2 separate regions of the Gadus morhua genome follow, and region 2 is linked to region 1. The links are chromatin contacts, called in public Hi-C maps. All regions are on one chromosome and are shown on one strand. Each heading gives the region's core, a stretch centred on a gene start, on an enhancer-like site or on the middle of the called end of the contact. The rest is flanking DNA. Distances are from core to core; before and after follow the strand shown.

The links. Hi-C and Micro-C count contacts between places; a contact is called where the count stands out from the background.
Region 2: a Hi-C map of gonad shows a contact between it and region 1, with 9 times the contacts expected there. The contact joins the promoter of LOC115531432 here to the promoter of LOC115531430 in region 1. A contact is called at or near these places in 4 of 6 Hi-C or Micro-C datasets (blood, gill, gonad and 1 more).

The regions. Positions count from the first base shown.
Region 1 is chr18:4,234,612-4,238,085 of gadMor3.0, forward strand. It overlaps LOC115531430 (ATP-dependent RNA helicase DHX8), which reads right to left and starts at 1,683. Exons shown (of 22, transcript XM_030340694.1): 1 at 1,503-1,683; 2 at 975-1,060; 3 at 805-877; 4 at 536-627; 5 at 212-315. The coding sequence starts at 1,665.
Region 2 is chr18:4,365,789-4,369,262 of gadMor3.0, forward strand. LOC115531432 (thyroid hormone receptor alpha) reads right to left here and starts at 1,889. Exons shown (of 11, transcript XM_030340697.1): 1 at 1,474-1,889.

The DNA.
Region 1 (3,474 bases), core at 433-2,932:
ATATTGCCGAACTTTCACCCGTTCATGCACACCTTCACACACAGACGGCCGAGTCAACCAAGCAAGACAGCAGCCAGCTCGTCGGGAGCAGTTAGGGTGAGGCGTCTGGCTCCGTGACACCTCGATTGCCGGCTCCAATAAGAGGAGTCGGGGATCGAACTAGCAACCTTCTGGTTACCAGCTAACCTGCTCTACACGCCGCAGTGCCTACCTGCTGCGGCTGCTCTTGGAGTCCGAGGTGCTGACGCTCGGCATGAACATCTCCAGCTCCTTCATGGCATCAGCGGCCACTTTCACATCGTCCTCGTCTACGACCTTCTGAGGGAGTCAGACGTAAACAATACGTCAGTTTTCACACTTAGAGGACTCCCCCATGTGAGACTTACCCGTAGTGTAAGTGATGGTGTTAGACCCTGGTTAAAAGACCTGCCAGCATATCAGGCTCTATTGATTCAGCATCATCATATTCAGTCATATTAAGTATACAATTAATTTAAGCAATACTGGAACAAACAAAAGGACGATGGTCACTTGCCTTCGGAGAAGGCTCGTTGGCTCTACAGAGTGCAGGAAACAGCTCCTTCAACTTCTCCTTCTGGTTCCTCTCCTTGGCCGGAGGCTCATAGCCTGACGTAGAGAAAACAGCCATTAGATCACGATTACCGGATGTATTTTCCTCAGGTCTTGACTCAGGCACGGAGGAACCACCTGGACATGTTTATGTTAGGAAGGTGGTTCATGTCAGTAGAAATGTGTGCACACAGAAACAAAAGTGGGAACAACTCTATCATAAAATGGTCTCACCTTTGCCTGCAGACTCCTTGAAGGCGGGTCGCATGGTCTGGATGAGTCGGAGTAAGTTGCCAACAAGCGAATCCTGGAAACAAATTTAAGTTCAAGCATTGGTTCCTGGACTGAACATTTCTCCTTCTCCTATGACGTGTTGTTCATCCATAGCCCTGAACCTCACGTACCGTGAACTCAGCTCCATTCTTCAGTAGGAGGGCCTTGAACCCGTCGAAGGAGGGATCCTTCTCAGCAAGACTGATGACAAACTCGGCTGGAAACAAAAACCGACACAACTCGTTACTCTTCAACTCATAGAGACCAAAGCAGACTCAACCAGAGACGGAGCAAGACCGAAAACCACAAACCACGAAAACAGACCCGAGACAAGTGAAATTATAGCAGAGTGTGAAGCACCTGAACTGAATAGAGATTCAGTAGAACTCATGACTGATCCAGATTCAGTAGAACTTATGACTGTGGAACTTTTGACGGATCCAGGAACAGTAGCACTGTTAGCTCGGAGGCTAGCTGACACAAAGCAGCAACTCACGGGACATTACAGCGGAGATATAGTATGAAACACCTGGACTGAATCTGGAACAGTAATAAGTTCTACATCTCATGGAGGAGTTAGCGGCTACATGTTAGCGGCTACATAAGTAGCACCGTTAGCTTAATGCTAGCCGAGCCAAAGTACCACGGGAGCGCCTTACCGAGGTCCTTGTCACTGATCCCCAGATGGTTGTCCAGCTCCGTGCAGACCTTTGACACCAGAGAGAGGTACTCCAGCTGCTTCAGCTCGTCCACTCCACCTTCGGCCATCCTCTCCTCCGCCGCAATGTTTTTGTTCTGCTGGCGCTTCGACACAGCAGACATATTGTGAACGCACTTCCGCTTCCGGTGTCACGGTCAGAGCCGAGCCCACGTGGTGGGGGACCTGTGTGTGCGTGTGTGCGTGTGTGCGTGTGTGCGTGTGTGTGTGTGTGTGTGTGACGTTGATCCGCAGGGTGGCGCTAATGGTAAAATAATGAAATGATTATCATTTCGCTAATAATCATGGCTTATTTATATTTAAATAATTGTAGTCTGTGTTTATTTTATTCTAGATGGACAGAAATGTTTTCTAACAAATTAGATTCACCATTCATTAGAGCAATACACACACGTCACACTAATACATATATATACACACACACACACACACAGACACACACACACACACACACACACACACACACACACACACACACACACACACACACACACACACACACATTGTGCGCGCCTCCCTTTATCCCATTATAAACAAACACAACCAACCCTTTGACCTTCACTGCATCAACATTGGTAAGGACATGATAAATCTTCCTCATAAATCGGTATTTTTTACAACTTAATTTCCAATGTTTCTTATTGAGACCCATGAATAAAAAGAGATCACTGCCAAACGGTTATCAATATTTAAATAAATAAACATATTCAGAAGTTATGCCTTGCTGCAGCTGGCCTTCAGATATTAATTGATCCTTCATTGAGTCTCCTGGTGAGTCCAGCCCTTCCTTACAGTCCCCTGTCGGTCTGGGAGTCCGTTTAATGCATCAGAGCTCTTTCTCCAGCTCACCTGTTAGACAGTTGGGCCGTGAACAAAGCACGACCATAAAGCCTTAATGTTGGCCCGGAGTTCCCCTCAGACATCCATCTGTCCGCTCACACCGCGCCGCCCATGGTCGGAGCTAACACGCTCCGCGTTCATTAGGCCTGAATTTGTAGCATGTACATAAACCGAAAGCACAGCTGGACGCAAAGATCGCCAACTGCTGAGTGGAAAAACCCCGCTGCGACTCAGCATGGTGCATGGAGAGGATCCACCGTGTGCCATGTGGGGATATGTATATGTGCAGGCCTGTGTGTGTGTGTGTGTGTGTGTGTGTGTGTGTGTGTGTGTGTGTGTGTGTGTGTAGGTGTGTATGCCTGTGTGTGTTTGTGTGTGTGCATTCCTGTGTGTGTGTGTGTGTGTATGTTTGTCTGTGTGCATGTGCCATAGTGTGTGTGCCTATATGAGTATGTACTGTACGTGTGTGAGGTGTGAATGCCTGTGTGTGCGTACGTGTACTTCATCTATAGCTATAGAATAGAGAGGCAATATGAGGATGAAGGGGCGGGGGGGGGCTGGCTCGTTCCTGAAGAGCAGGCAGGGGATTGGTGCGAGGCAGGGCTTGTTTCTGAAGAGCAGGGAGGCGATTGGTTCAAGGCGGGGCTTGTCTCTGAAGAGCAGGCAGGGGATTGGCTGCCGGCAAAGCTGCCTCTGTGAGGTCATCGTCCCCACAACAAGCCCCCACCCACACGCCCGAGCAGAGCACTGCCCCCCAGGGGGGGGGGGGGTCGCGCTGGAAGGGAAGACGCTGAACACGGTGACTCATCACGCCGTCCCGCCTTGACCTCGGTCACCCAATTACCGGAGCTCGTCTGTAAGCGCCGTCTGATGGCCTATAGGGTCAGCCTGTGACACCCCGCTGGGTGGAAGAACAGGAAGAACCATTAATCAGCCGCTCACATGCACACACACACATACATCTACACACACACACATGCGCACACAGATATACACACGCACATGCATCTAAACATACACACACATACATCCACACACACACATCTACACAAACAGATATACACACACACATA
Region 2 (3,474 bases), core at 639-3,138, 130 kb after region 1:
ACGACGTTGACAGTTTTGACTGAACCATGGCACATAATAAAGATATTGCACAGAGCGTGGGATCTAGCTGCTGCTGTCCCCCCCGTCCGCCCGCCCGCCCGTCCGTCCGTCCGTCCGGCCATCCGTCCTACCCCAGCCCACGCCCCTCAGAGCTGGGACCAGTAAGACCAGAGAGGACGAGGTGTGGCTGGACGCTAAGACCAGCTCCCCTCGGAGGGGTCTACAGCCGGTCTCAGACCCGACCCAGTGGAGTGGGTTTCTGGGTCTCTGTGTTAAAGCACGATTGAAAAGCCATTAGGAGGTGTTTTGGGGGGGGGGGGGGGGGGGGGGGGGGGGGGGCGGGTGTTTGGGGGGGGCAGGTGTTGGGCCCAGATGTTCGGGCCGTCGGTTACAGCTAAGAGCCGGTTTTGTGTTTTATGACGATGGTTTGGAAATGTGGGCCAATAACAAGGCACCTCGTAACAACATTATTCAAAAGAAAGAGACTTCCCTCCACGCACAGATGAGCTGTGGTACTATTCCATGCACTTCGCTAATGTTTCACCGTTGGTGGGAACATATGGAAGTAAACGATGTAAATGAAGATAATAATGAGAAATGAAACTTGTGTACACATTGTTTTCTGTTCAGAGTTGAGGACAGGCTAAACGATACAGTTAATCATCTAACAATGAAGGATATGGTTATGAAGGATATGGTTATGACCATGCTGCCTGCTCTGGTTAATACAATTGTGATATAACATTTTAAAACAAACGGCTGCATGGGCCAATGCCCATTTAATTGAACAGTATAGCCTCATAAGGTTAGGGGCTGTTCAAATATGAGAAATAAACGCAGAACTCACCAGGAAAATTATCTCTTGTTACAGATGCTTCACACGTTATGCTGAAATATTATCTCATGTGGCGGAAAAAAAACGAAGACACCGGCATGGCACCCAGCTTCTGTTGTAGTGCAGTTAATCGATTTATATTTGGTCAGTATGTGTGCGTGGAAGTGTGGTTGTGTGCGTCTGCGTGTGCGTGTGTGTGTGTGTGTGTGTGTGTGTGTGTGTGTGTGTGTGTGTGCGTGTATGTGTGTGTGCGTGTATGTGTGTGTGTCTGTGTGTGTGTCGCCAGCCCATAATGGTCAAGCATAACAAGTATTCCTATAGCAGCTCCTGCGTCCATGCATGGGGAACATGAGGGCGACATGAGGACAACACCATGAGGGCGATGCAGGACAGACAACACACGGTGAGCTGGGAACTAGAGAAGCATTAAGACAACTGTATGGTAACAAACCATCTGCTGATCTGTCAAGATCATGCAGCTATCCTGCACACACACAAACACACACGCGCACACACACACGCGCGGGCGAACACACACTCGCACGCACGCGCGCGCGCATACACACACACAGACACACACAGTCGTTTCAAGCTAGCGGGAAAAACAGAGCCGGTAGCGCAGAGCTCGTGGTACTCACAGCCGGGGTCTTTGGGCGGCACGCCGGGGTTCGGTGCGTTCCGGCGGGGTCTGGGTGGGTCCGGGTCGGGTTCGGGAGGGAAACGGAGAGCGGTCGGGTGCGAGGCTCCACGCTGCGCTGCAGACGGGCTCGCGGTCTAGTCCTTCCCGAGGCGTGAGCTCTTCAGATTAACGCGGACGAAGCACTTGGGCTTCCGGTCCCTTTTCCTCGCGCGTCCACCGTGTCGGTGCTCAGATGTTGTCCTCCTTGGTGTGTAGGATCAGGCGGCTTGTGGACGGGATGCCACGACAGGGGGAGCAATGAGAAGAGACGCTGGCTCGCTCCACCCTCCTCATGTACAGTAGAGCTCTGCTCGCTGGCCCCAGATCAGTTCCAGACCGTCTACCGCTCTCTACAGGAGCGCCGCTGTAGAGCACCCACTAGTCCTCAGAATAACGGATGGCGCTCTGACGGATACCCGGGCAGCGGGCTCGACGTCGGCCGCCTGTCCGCTCTATTTATTCGGTCACAAGGACCGTGAGGTCCGTCCTTCTAAGGTCACATGTTGATGAGCACCTCACGCATGGGGTTAGATGTTTAGGGGGTTAGATGTTTAGGGGGATAGATGTTTAGAGGGTTAGATGTGTAGGGGGATAGATGTTTAGGGGGATAGATGTTTAGGGGGTTAGATGTTTAGATGTCTAGACTCTAGAGGGTTAGATGTTAAGGGGGTTAGATGTTTAGAGGGTTATATGTTTAGGTGTTTGCGATTCAATGCGACATCTGTTCACCAAATGTGGACACAAGAGCCAGACTTATTTTGCAAAAATGCAAAATTATAAGAAATAAAATAAATAAAAATGCAAATACGACAAGGGTGGCCAATGGGGTGGCCGCAGTTCAGTATAGGGTGGCCAATGGGGTGGCCGAGGTTCAGTCTAGGGTGGCCAATGGGGTGGCCCGGCCACCCCTGGCCGTCCTCTCACTCCGCCACTGGTTTAGGGGGTTATATGTTTAGGGGGTTTGATGTTTAGGGGGTTAGAGGGTCAGATGTTAAGGGGGTTAAATGTTTAGGGGGATATATGATTAGAGGGCTTAGATGTTTAGGGGTTAGATGTTCAGGGGGTTAGATATTTCGGGGGGTCGATTTTTAGAGAGAGACACAGAGAGAGAGAGAGAGAGAGAGAGAGAGACACAGAGAGAGAGAGAGAGATAGAGAGAGAGAGACACAGAGAGATCTCTGGGCCAAGAAAGAAGTGTTGAGGAGGAAATGGTTGGATCGGACCTTCAATCACCTTGACCCTGGCCCGGGCAGTCCCGTGACTCCCGTCCTGGGCACCGCGGACACCGAGACCGCGGCCAGGAAATGTATTGTATGCATAATATATATATGTAATATGTATGTGGTATGCGTGCTCACGCTCGGTATGTGTGTTTATTCATCTCATAGATGAGTGAGTCTGCAGACATGAACCGCTGTGACCTCATAGCATCGAAGGGAGGGAGAGTAATATGCACACATCGGATTATTATGATCTCGCGTGGCATTTCAAGTAAGATAAGGTTGACAACCAGTCGGTAAGAAGTGTACAGTCTGTCCTCTCAACCAGGGCTCTACTTTGTTGGAGTTCTCCGCACGGCTGATTGTGCGTGAGTCCAATGGGTCCGATTGATCTGAAAGTGCAAGCCATCAGATAACTACAAAGGCAAATAAACACAGAATCTGAAGCTCAGAAGAGGAGAGAACGGCGCATTGTTATAATGCACATACATTATTTTAATGGCTTCCGACGCTATTGGATTAGCTAAAGTTCCCCGCCCCTGAATAATAAATCTATAGTCTCCAAACCTCTACTACAGCAAGGAGAAGGAAACCTTGAAACAATGTGATTCATATCAAACGTCGATAAACCTGCCTGCGTTCATTTGCTCAGTAGTTTCGTCGTGCAGTTTTAAGATCTACACTTAAATACAAAAGCATTCCATCATATTTTTGTAACTTTCTGGCAGAATTGCTTTTAT